Linked DNA regions of Mustela erminea: region 2 is linked to region 1. Evidence: chromatin contacts called from public Hi-C data. All regions are on one chromosome and are shown on one strand. The core of a region is the stretch at or near the end of the contact, and the rest is flanking DNA. Distances in the headings are between cores, read along the strand shown.

Region 1 (6,069 bases), core at 2,211-4,710:
TCAAAATACAACTTGTTGTTTCATCTGACACTGCACTGCTGAACAGGTAAGATGTGTCACATTTTGGTGGCACTGGGTGGACCAGGAAAGACTTCTAGCCATTTTTCTTATCTGTACATTTCCAAGTCTCATGCAAGTTAAAAATTTAAGCCTTCAGGCTGCTGAGTTTAAAAAGTACAACTTTCTGGGCGCCTGGGTGGCTCAGTGGGTTAAAGCCTCTGCTTTCGGCTCAGGTCATGATCCCAGGGTCCTGGGAATGAGCCCCGCATCAGGCTCTCTGCTCAGCAGGGAGCCTGCTTCCTCCTCTCTCTCTGCCTGCCTCTGCCTGCTTGTGATCTCTGTCTGTCAAATAAATAAAAATCTTTAAAAAAAAAAAAAAAAAGAAGAATTCCGTTTTAAAATAAATAAATAAATAAAAATAAAAAGTACAACTTTCTGATGCTAAATATTTTGAACTGTAAACATTTTTCTAAAGTTATCTTTTGTTCCAAGTTTGAACCAAAGACAGGAATTTTAATGAAATGTTCACCAGTTGTCTTACTCCTGGACCTATTTCCAGAAATTAAGCCTGGTCAAGCCCAGGTACCTTGTAAGTGTCAGCTGTGAATGTGGAGTAGGGTGAATAATAGACCTTTCCTATCAAGGTCTTTAACCCTGTTCTTGGGTCCCTGGCACTGGCAGAGAGGGCTGTGACTCGGGTTGACTGCCCACCTCCCAGTTGACTTTTGTTCTCACAGGAGGTGTGTTTAAATACCCTAGTTCAAAAACAAACAAACCTAGGAATGACAAATGACCAGAATTTTAGCCACACCTCAGCGCTACCCACTTTTAAAGGAAATTTAGTAAGGGACAGAAGTCGGGTAAGTGGGATGGCTTTCCATTAGCTCTTCCACTGGAATTTGCTTAGTGTCCGTTGAGGTTAGTTTTCAGTCTGAACATCTAGAAAGATACTGGATTCTAGTAACTGATGCATTGTAGTGTCAGATTCAGAGGCACTGGTGGGGATGAGAGTAGGATATTTTCAAATTGTATTTAAAATGGAGTTTGATTTTGCTCACCTTTAGGCATGAAGGTTAGTTGGTGTGCTTGAGCTCACTGGCAGAATTTGCTTCAACTGTCCACAGCTGTGTAGAAGTCCAAATAAATCATTTTAGTCAAGCATCAGTGCTTGTAAACCACATGGCAGCCAAGAGATTGCTATTCCAGGAGCTCAGTTTAACTGTTTGATAGGATAACTGTTAGCAACATCTTCCTATTTTAGTATTTATATTAAAACCTGAATTTTTCCTCAAGATCTGAAGGTTTAAAAATTAGGTTGCTTAATATTCTCGAATTTGGAGTGAGAATTATTGGAAAATAATTTTCATTTCTGCATTCTTGAATTAATAAATTTGATGCTGACCTAGGATCGTTTTGCTCTCCGATTGCTTTTCCTGTACCAGGACATTGAAATGAGAAGGGGGAGTGCCAAAAGTTGGAAGAAAAGTAGGAAATTCTAAAGGGGCATCTCATATTTCAAATGGGAATTGTCACTGTTTGAGCTGTCCATGGCGAGGACCCATGATTTTCTTTTTATTATTATTATTAACATACAATGTATTACTTGTTTCAGGGGTACAGGTCTGTGTCAGTCTTTTTTTTTTTTTTTTTTTTTTTTTTTTTAAAGATTTTATTTATTTATTTGACAGAGAGAAATCACAAGTAGGCAGAGAGGCAGGCAGAGAGAGAGGAAGGAAAGCAGGCTTCCCCGCCGAGCAGGGAGCCCGATGCGGGACTCGATCCCAGGACCCTGAGATCATGACCCGAGCTGAAGGCAGCGGCTTAACCCACTGAGCCACCCAGGCACCCATGTGTCAGTCTTACACAGTTCACAGCACTCACCATAGCACATACCCTCCCCAGTGTCCATCACCCAGCCACCCTGTTTCTCTTGTGCATAAGCTCAGTCATTGGGATTTCATTATTTTTAAGTCCCCATATATATAAGACTTGGAAAAGCCCTCATTGCTTACCACTGGGTGCCAAGCTCTGTGTAAGATGTTCTGTATTTTCTCATGTCGGTTATTTCTGCCACAACCTCATGAGGCAGGTGTTACCATGATCCACATTTTACAAATAAGAGAGGCCAGAGGTTTAATGACTTGCTTGAGGTCTGAGAGGGATGGTAAGTTGTAAAGTGGCTGGTCGTGGGTTTGCAGCGCTTGGGTAGATGAACGTAAGTTAGAGGGGGCATCTGAGCCTGTGGAATGGTCTGACCAAAGCCAAGGTCCAGCAAACTGTTGCATTCACTCAAGGGTGATGAGCCCACAGGCACTACCACTGGTGAAGGTGCGATTGTACTGGTAACACCCAGGACACGGTGGTTGGGCCGCTCTTTGTCCGCCCTGTGAGTGGGACATATCACAGACTCTGAATCTTCCTTGGAAAGAAAATGGTACATAAAGAACCATGCCCCACATTCTAAGGGAGGTTTCACTGCTATTTGTTCATTTGTCGGAGAGCCCCTGCTTGGCCAAAGAAAGGCCTTGGCTCTGACCCATGTGGAAGAAATAGCAGCCCCTCTCGCCAGCGCCTGGGTGCTGTGCCCTGCTCGTTGCCCTCTCTGCAGCTCCTAGGAAGGCCGGGGACTATGAATTGTTAACAGGAAACAACGGTAACATTTGCTGCCAAAGAACCCCACGCTGGCACCGTCCACCACAGGCAGAACTCCAATCCTGACCTCAGAAACACTGGAAAAGCGTGGACACCAAAACACGTGTCATGTACGGATACGAATATTTACAACCAGCTGGGTTTTTTGTTTTCTTCTTTTTAGTTATGAAAGTAATTTAGCTCAAGCCATGAATGAAACTGGCACAAAGTGAATCTTCCCTGAATCCACGCCCCTGTGGAACCGCAGCTCAGCGTTGACAGCCCTCGACTTGGGCAAGCACACACGTGCTAGCAGTGTCTTCATTCAAACTTCGTTATTCCCAAAATCAATGTGCACGTTCCCTTTATTTGAGCCGTGTCCTCCCGCCAGGCCAGCACCCGTAGCCCCCGCCTTGCTTTCCAAAGTTCGGAGGTAGAGCTGTACTGAGATGCATTCGACCTCGCCCCTCTGGACGGACGTTCCTGTTTCCAGTAACTAATTTTTTGTTGAATGGAGTAGCTTAAAAGCGCTGCAACTTGCAGAAAAACAGCTGTTCGAGCTCGAGCCGGGCTTGGCCAGCGCTGGGCAGAGCGGACTAGCGCGAGACTTCTCACCCCCAGCGTCCCGAGGCGCTAAGGCAGCCGGACTTCGCAGCCGGCGGCGGGCGCGGTGGAGGGCGGGGGACCCGGCGCCGCGCCGCCTCCCACCTCCCGCCGCGCGAGGGCGCGCGCGGCCCGGTGCCGCCGCTTCCGCCGGCGCCCCGCCCCCCGGGCTCGCCCCGAGCCCCGATTGGCTGCGCGGCGGGAGCGCGCCGAGTCAGGGGGCGGGCCCGCGCCGGCTACAAAGCGGCGAAGGTCACGGCGCGAGGAGGCGCGCGCCGCCGTCCCGCGTCCCGCCTGCGGCCCTGGGCCCCCAGCCCCGTGGCCCGCCGCCCGCCGTCCGCCGCCCGCCGCCCGCGCGGGGAACCATGGAGGGAGTGAGCGCGCTGCTGGCCCGCTGCCCCACGGCGGGCCTGGCCGGCGGCCTGGGGGTCACGGCGTGCGCCGCGGCCGGCGTGCTGCTCTACCGGATCGCGCGGAGGTGAGTGCGCGCGGCCCACGCGGCCTCGGCCCGCCGCTCTCTGCCCGCCCCGGCCGCTCCGGGACCGCGCGGCGCCTCCCTGCCCGCGAGGCCGCGGCGTGGCGGTGGGGGCCCGGCCTATGCGCCCACGCGCCGGGACCCGCTCCGCACGCCCGCGTCCCGCTGGGGGCTGGGCTGGGAATCTTCGTGCTGGGGAAGCGGCCGGGGGGGTGGGTTCGGGGATCCCAGGAATGCGGGGCGGGCGAGGACGGCCAGCGCGTGGGTTACAAACTTCCTCCCCCACGGAGACGCGCGCCAGCCGAGCCGCGGGATCTGCGGGGCCGCCCCACGCCCACCCCGGCCCCCACACCCTGCGGGAGAGTACCGCGGAGATGGGGACTGCGCTCTCGCCCGCCTTCAGCCCGACTGGGCGGGCACACGCGGCGATGGACTGACACTAGCCGGCACTTTCTGGTCGGCGTCCGCCGGCTGGGGCGTTGTTCTGATTTCACAGGGGCCCAATCAGAGTCACGACCCCGGCAGCCCCTGGAGAAGGAAGCCCAGGGACAAAAGAGCTGAGTAAATTGTCATTAATTAGAAGAACCACCGTGTGGACTGAAGCCGCCTAGTCCTGGAGCCCGCATTGCTAACCCCTGGGCTACACTACGTCCAAGAGCAGGGAAGCCTAATATTCTTTTTTTTTTTTTTTAAGATTTTATTTCTTTATTTGACAGAGATCACAAGTAGTCAGAGAGGCAGACAGAGAGGGGCTGGGGGCGGGAAGCAGGCTCCTTGCCGACCAGAGGGCCTGATGCGGGGACTCGGACCCAGGACCCTGGGATCATGACCTGAGCTGAAGGCAGACGCTTAACTCACCCAGGCTCGGAGGAACCCTAATATTCTTAAACCAGCCGGTCCTGCTGCCCCCGCCGCTGCTGCTGCTGAGCTGGGTCAGTGGCTGTCCCAGGCCTGGCAGGGCTCAGAGATCATGCTGACCCCGGTGTTCTGAGGGCCCTCCGTGGTGAGGGAGAAAGGGGGAGTGGTCTCTAGTTCCGCAGGGCCTCAGGGGCAGCCCAGCTGTTTCCACATCTGATCCGGCCTCTCAGAGAACAGGGGGAAAAGACAGGGTCGTGAACACAGCCTGGGGACAGAGTGGGTGGGTTTGTCATTGCAGCAAAGGACCTGCAAAGCTCAGGTGCCAGGTAGAAGAAGAAAAGGAACTGGGCTTGCGGTCACGTGGCCGCAAGTGGCAGAGCTGGGATTTGAACCTGGGCGGTCTGGTGGTTCTTCCTTAACCGCCACCATGTGCTGCTTCTCACCCAAGGGAGAAAGACAGGAGGGTGACTGAGTCACAGGTTTCCTGGAGGAGGAAGGGTAGGAGGGACATCAGCTGTGTCTGCAGGGTGAGCCAGATGGGCAGGCTGAGGAGGGGGTGGCTTCCCAGGGGAGGATAAGCAGGGGATCGATGGGGCTCCGGTTCCGGGGCTCCCTGACACTGCAGGCCTCCCCCTGTTCTGGTTCCTGCCCAATTTCTGGAAGCTGGAGGGGCTTCCAGGACCAGCTGGTTTAAGGTGGTCATTTTGTACATGCGGGAACCGAAGTGCAGGGCCATGTGGCAGTCTGCTCTGATTCCCAGGGCATGTGGACAGCAGAGGGGAGCTCAGGGCCCGGCTTGCCTCCCGGATGCCCTGGCGTGGGGGGTGGCACGCCAAGGATCAGAGCCTCAGTCAGGCTTCAGTTGTGTTGAGTGTGGCTGAAGAATTTGGGCTTGCTTCGCTCACTACTGCCTCACACTCCTGTGTCTTTAGCTGTGGCTTTTCTCGGGGGTCCTGTTCTCTCCTCCTGGGCTGCTGGCTGCAACTTCCCCTCTGCCGGAGATAGGAATCTGGAGACTCAGTGCTGTGTGGGGTTCGCTGGTTCAAGGGCAGCCCGGAGGGTACCTGGAAGGCCTTTTCACTCCAGCAGCAAGACACCACAGAGTCATGGTGTGGCTGGGGACCTCTTTCCTGGTTGGCCTAAGAAGGACCAGACCTCTTCCAGGATGCTCTGAGATTGTCAGAAAGCACGGGCTTTTGTCTGGGCATCGTAAAGTGGCCACTGTCCCTCTCCAGAAGCAAGACAGCCCTACAGAGACTGAGTCCTTCTCCCTCTCGCAGGAAGATCGCTGTGACAGCAAGGATCGTGGGCTTTCGCTCTGTGGGTTTTGAATGAGGAGAGTTGTTTCTGGAAAGCGACTTGGGAGGGTCAGGTGGTGGAAATTGGCTCAGGAGCCTGGGGAAGGGGCCGCTTCTCGGAAGTGCTGCAGCCCTCCCAGAGCCTCCGTAGTCCTGCCCGGATCGTTGGTAACTCGGTGCTAACAGCATGTGGTGGTTCGGGCA
Region 2 (6,069 bases), core at 1,587-4,086, 240 kb before region 1:
CTCCTGGGCCTTCTGGACCCCCTTGCTGGACAGCCTGGCCCACGAGGCCCCGCGCCTCTACCCAGGAGGAGCTGAGAACGGGCACCTGTTGGACTTCGAGTTTACTGGCACCCAGTTGCGCTTTTCCCAGCAGCAGCCGGAGCAGCTGGTGCCAGGGCCAGGCTCCGCTCCGAGTCCCAGCGACTTCCAGGTTCTCCAGTCTAAGTACCGGGACAGCCCGCTGATCTCGGCCTGGCCGGAGGAGCTGATCGCGAAGCTGGCCGATGACATCGAGGCCACGGCTATGCGGGCGGTGCGGCGCTTCGGCGAGTTCCACCTGGCGCTGTCAGGCGGCTCCAGCCCCGTGCCCCTGTTCCAGCAGCTGGCCACCCGGCACTACGGCTTCCCCTGGGCCCACACGCACCTGTGGCTGGTGGATGAGCGCTGCGTCCCGCTTCGCGACCCGGAGTCGAACTTCCAGGGGCTGCAGGCGCACCTGCTGCAGCACGTGAGGGTCCCCTACTACAACGTCCACCCCATGCCGGTGCACCTGCACCAGCGCCTCTGTGCCGAGGAGGACCAGGGCGCCCAGATGTATGCCAGTGAGATCTCGGCCCTGGTGACCAACAGCAGCTTCGACCTGGTGCTGCTGGGCATGGGCACGGATGGGCACACGGCCTCCCTGTTCCCGCAGTCGCCCGCCGGCCTGGAGGGCCCACAGCCAGTGGTGCTGACCAGGAGCCCCTCCAAGCCGCACCAGCGCATGAGCCTCAGCCTGCCGCTCATCAACCGTGCCCGCAAGGTGGCCATCCTGGTCATGGGCAGGATGAAGCGGGAGATCACCTTGCTGGTGAGCCGTGTGGGCCATCAGCCTAAGAAGTGGCCCATTTCGGGGGTCCTGCCTAGTTCTGGCCAGCTGGTTTGGTATATGGACTATGAGGCTTTCCTGGGATGATGGTGCCTCTGGCCTTTGCTCACTCCCACCCTTGCTTCCCCCGTCCTGTCCCCTTCCTTAGTCCTGCCACCTGCCCTGGCCCTCTGGAATCTGATGCCTCAGGGTTAAGTCCCCAGAGAGGAAAGGACCGGGCCTTATCCCAATCCCTTTGACAGTCTCTATCCAGTTGTGGTGGGTAGACACAGACACAGGGAAGAAATGGAGGCTCTGCTCTTGAGAAGCTTCCAGTCCAAGTCAGGAGAGGAATAGCCACGCTAAGAACATACCAGCAGCAGTTACACGATAACACCAGCCAGCACAAAATAAGATGGTGTGGAAGCGCCTAACTTCAACAGTAATGCAACAGCTAAGGTTAATCAGGGAAGGCTTCCTGGAGGAGGTGATCCTTGAACTGGCTCCTGGGGAAAAGAAGACTGGATAGTAGTGAGACGGGGGCACAGGTGTCCATCAGGTACAGTGCCCATGCCAAGCAGGTGCTAGAAACCGTCTGGAGACCTCGAGTTGGCCATTTCTTCTATCCCTCCCTTTCTTCCCAAGCCTCTGGCATTTAGCCTACTGTCCTGGCCTCTCTGTGGCTGCTTCCTCCTGCTCTGTCTCTCTGGGTTCCCTTCCCCTCTGTCTTCCTGCTGTCCCGCAGACAGATGAAGGGCGGTAGCAGTGATACAGCAGCAAACAGTGGGAAGTTTCTTGCAAGTGGTGTTTGGAGCTCCCTTTGTCCGTAGGTGAACTTCTCTGTGTGGGGGAGGCCCCCTGCCCACTCTCCATTCTCTGGCCAACCCCTTCGTGATGCGCAGCGGGCGTCGCTGACTCGGCCATTCCAGGGGTCCCTCTCTCCAGAGGGTCCTTTACACCTCAGGAGACTTCCTGTGGGCGTTTCCACTCTCAGTGCACTCTCTTGCTTTACCACGCAAGATCCGGTTAAGTCTTTCTGTGATGGGGATGCGTCGTTTGTGGGGAGAGATGTGAGGGAAATCGTCCGGACCACCCAGGGGCTCTGATCTGACCAGACAGGGGCTGGGCCTCCGCCCAGGGCGGCTGCGGTTCCCAGGCGGCGCTGGCTGCCCACGGGCTTCTCAGGGACTTGACCAGTTTGCAGCCCCCCCCTTCACACTACCTCTCAGGGGCACGGAGTCTGTCTGCCTGCTGTCTGCTGGCCCCTCCTGCTGCATCTCCTGGCACCGCCACACACTGACCGCCTGGGGAGACAGACGGGAAGCCCCTGTGGAGAGGAGGTGGGTGCTCTGTTCTCCATTAGCGCCGGCCGGTAACGGTGGCGAGGGGTGGGGTGTCTCTAAATTCCTTTAAGAAATATTCTCACACATTTAGTTGGTATTTCAGCTGCCCACATGCTCATGCTCCCAAGGCAGGACTGGGAGGGAATGAGCCCGATTTTTCCCGGGTGGCTGCTCTCTTGTTTTACAGTCACACCTCGTGTCCGTTGTTGGTGTCACCCTGAGGGCTTTCCTTGGTGAGGAAATACGTCATCGTCATTGGCAGACGTATTTCTCTGCTTTTGATTGTTTATACTTTCTTCAAGGCTATGGATTGAAAAGAATTCCGGGGCCTGAGCTGGGGGTTCTCCGTGGGAAAGGCTCTCGTGTTCAAAGCCCCGTGGCCTCCCACGACCCTCCGACAGGACAGTTCTCCTTACACCGGGAGAGCTGACCTTGGCAAAGCTCTCCCCACTGCCGGGTCGGCAAGTCTCTGTGTCTGGGGGTCTGCGTTTTAGCGGTTTTCTTTTGCCTCCAGGGCTCGTGCTCCTGAGGGTACACGGACGGTTGCAGGCCCGGTGCCGCCTGTGGCCACGTGGGGGCGCTCTTGCACCGTCCCTGCCCTCCCCTCCCCTCCCAGCAGCCCAGGAGCCCTTGGCCTTGAACACGCCCCCATGTGTTCGTCAGGAACTTCATCCTCTGTGGTTGTAACACCGCTACAGCGTAGGCCAGCAGGCCCTTGATGTCACCACTGCTGACTAATAGTGACTCCGTGTGGGCCTGAGCCCAGGACCTCCCGTCCGAGTGGAGGGTCCTGCCTTCATCCGTGGATGGGTCAGGGGCGGGGGCCAGGGCAGGGGGGCCAAGTGGTGTTCTGAGATCACAGCAGAAAAGTCCACCAGAAGACCCTGCCAGTGTTCCCCTGCGTCCGCTTGCTCCCTTGTCCTGTACTGGGTCACCTAGACTCGTGGTGTTCCGCCTTTCCGGACCATGACCCACGGCCGGAAGTACACCTTACCCCGGGCGTCTGTGATCACATTCGTGTGCGAGTCTGCCTCACGCACAAGTTCCATGAAGGGATTCTTACCTTAGGACATGAGACGCTTTCCAGTTTCTATTTTTTGTGTTTGAGAAAAGCTGCTTAGAGCCTGTTAGACTGAGCTGATACATAGTTCGGAAAATGCTGCTCTGATCCAGCTGCACGCTGTCCGTGAGCCGAGGCCCCGAGGTGCAGAAGGGAGCCTGCGTGTCGAGCTCACCCGGGGACCACGAGGGAGCACGCAGGGGCGGGAGCCCGGGCTGTTCCCAGGTTCATGCTGCGGGCCCGTCTGCTGCAGCGAGGCTGCTGTGGCCCCAGCGTGGGTGCCGCTCTGCCCCCCCACTTCCTCGAGCGGTTGACGAGGACCAGGGCGGCACGACACACGGTGCTCAGTGGCCTCCACTCTCTCATGTGCCCAGTGAGGAACGTGAGGGGGTCCTTGTTTGTAGAGACTTGGACACCAGAGCAGCAGTTGTCTGATGCCACGGGCCAGGGTTCCCCGAGGGGCGGGCGGGAGCCTGCCTGTCCTCTCGGACCTGGGGGGCTGGTATTAGCATCTCTAGAGGGAGCCCCTTCCCATGTGCTGTGGGGAGAGAAGGGAGGGGCTTTCCAGGTGGTCGTGAGCCAGACTCCGAGTTTGCTCTGGGAGCACGGTTCTCTGCTGACCGCAAGTCACAACAGTCGTGTCGCGCTGGCCACTGCTGCTACTCGCTTCTCTGCAGACAGAGCTCTAGTCCCACCCTGGGCCTGGCGGGCCAGAGTGCCCCCCTCCCCGGGTCATCCCCCCGGAGGACCAGGCCTGCTGTCCCCGGGGCCCAGAGCTCACTGCTGCTCTGCCTCGCTCCCTCGCTTCCCCGTTTGTCCAGAGAGCTGGGGACCGTGTGGCAGAGAAAGGAGGGGGGGACGCTTCCATAGGCCCTTGAGGGGTAGTTTCCCGCTGTTTAGTTTTCCAGGGACAAAAAAAATTTTATTTTCAACAAAAACACATGCGGCCTCACATAAGCAGCATAGACTCAGTCTGTGTCGGTTTTATCTTTTTAGGTTTTTCTCCTAAGGAGACAGGAGCCTGCAGACCTCAGGCTGCTTGTAGAGAAGCTGCCTGGCGGCGTGTTCGAGAACGCACGAGGCCCAGGGAGAGGCCCATGGTGGCCGGCCTGTGCCATCCACGGCCGCCCGCCCCTTGAAAGACAAACCCAGAGGGCCGAGGGCCGTGAGAGGGCAGCTGCCACCCAGTGTCACCCCGCTGTCCCCTGCCGTCAGCCTCGCTGCTTGTACTACCCCCAGCCCCCGCCCCGGGACCTCCTGCCACCCTCTGCTGGGCCCACAGCTGCAGCCCGTGCTGGGGACACTCGAGGGGCTGCTCGCTTCATTCCGGGGTCCCCTCCTCCAGCCACACCAGCGTCGGCCGCTAACAGGAGCCCAAGGGGGCGTCTGGCCGGATCACAGGGGCGAGCGGCTCAGTTGGTCCACCCGGTGCTCAGAGGCTCTGGGAATGTTTGTTCCAGCAATGAGTGTCGCCTGGTTGGAAGTGTGGCTGGCTTCCCCCGTGGGCCCTGCCGGCCCTCTGCCCACCGCAGCTCACCCGAGCCACCGGCTCTGTCCAGCTTCCATCTGGTGCTAGGGGGCCTGCGGGGGGTGCTGGCGGGCCATGGGCCCCTCTCACACCCTGTGGTGTCTCCGTGGAAGTGAGGGTCCCTTCGTTCTGGGGACTTGCAGTGGCAGATGTCTTCTCCAGAGGCGGTGCTCCCTGGCCCCCAGTCGGCAGCCCGGGTGAGGTGTGAGCGCGGCATCCACGGCTCGTTGCTAAGCGAGGCACAAGCTCACCAGCCCTGTCGCCAGCACAGGACTGGAGGAGGCATTTCTGAAATCCTAGCGAGCTGGGGAGAGTGATCTCTCTGGGGAACCATCCTCCCTGGGGAGCTTCTGTTTGCAAAGCGGACCCCCAGGGGCTGTGTCTGTGCGTGACCTGAAGGTGGACGGGGCGGGGGGCTCGATGAATTATGCTTCTGCTTGTGTGTCCGTTCCCTAGGATGGTCTTTGTCTACACCCCTTGCCCCGCTCTCGGGTGTTTTGCAGGAAGTCTCTGCATCTTTTCTCCCCTCTGGTGCAGGCCGGGTAAACAGACACGTTTTTGGTTGCTGAGAGCCCAGGGAGCACATTTGAAAGGCTAGTAGTTCGCTGTGAAAGTGGAAGTGCAAACAGATGCTGCATAAACTCGTCAGTGTGGTGTTTAGCTGTACCGCTACGGAAGTCTAGAGAGGTCGGTCATAAAACATCATGAGATACCTAACTAGGAAAGGACGGGTTGCTGGGTTAGCTCCGGTCGAGGGCCCAGAGTGCATCAGCTCTCCGAGGTGGGACCTGTACAGCCTCCTCCTCCCGGTCCCCCAACCAAGGGCTGAGTGCGGGGTCTTGTCTCCAGCCGGGAAGGCTGAGCTGATCCCCGGCCGGCAAGAGACCTAGATGGGGCGCGGGGCCAGCATGGAAACCAGTGGGTGTCGCGGTCAAGACCGCGTCTGACCGTCCTGTGCTGGGACACTCCGTACTGGGCTTCTGCCTGGCAAGCAGAGAGGCAAGAACCTCCTTTCTCAGAGGGACCGTGTCCTTGTGCGGTGGGGAGACCCAAGACGCGAAGCCCTCCCTGGCGAGTGGCAGGGATGTGCCTTGTCTTCGTTCACGAGGAGACCGACCGCCCCTGGTTTCTGTGGAAGCGGCGGACACTTAGAGATGTTTTAGACAGTGAGACACATTCAGAACAGGGTTTTTAAAATGACTTTTTGTATGTCAAATGGATCATGTATTTTTTAAACAATAAAATTGTTTTGCCAAAAGCTGTGCTCTCCTTTTTCCTGCGGGAGACGGGGTGTGTGGGTGACAGACCTGGT

Evidence for each region. A called contact is a pair of places that touch in the nucleus more often than the background predicts.
Region 2: a Hi-C map of fibroblasts shows a contact between it and region 1, with 6 times the contacts expected there. The contact joins the enhancer-like site here to the promoter of TMEM201 in region 1. A contact is called at or near these places in 2 of 3 Hi-C or Micro-C datasets (fibroblasts and spleen).

The regions. Positions count from the first base shown.
Region 1 is chr10:103,212,824-103,218,892 of mMusErm1.Pri, reverse strand. TMEM201 (transmembrane protein 201) reads left to right here and starts at 3,460. Exons shown (of 13, transcript XM_032302001.1): 1 at 3,460-3,712. The coding sequence starts at 3,600.
Region 2 is chr10:103,455,203-103,461,271 of mMusErm1.Pri, reverse strand. The region is part of intron 3 of LOC116568006; the gene reads left to right. Among named protein-coding and RNA genes, the nearest start is that of GPR157, 99 kb to the left of the region's middle. Within about 2 kb of position 2,836, the one cell type or tissue checked has open chromatin away from gene starts, as enhancers often do. A contact at or near this core is called in fibroblasts, where this site is marked.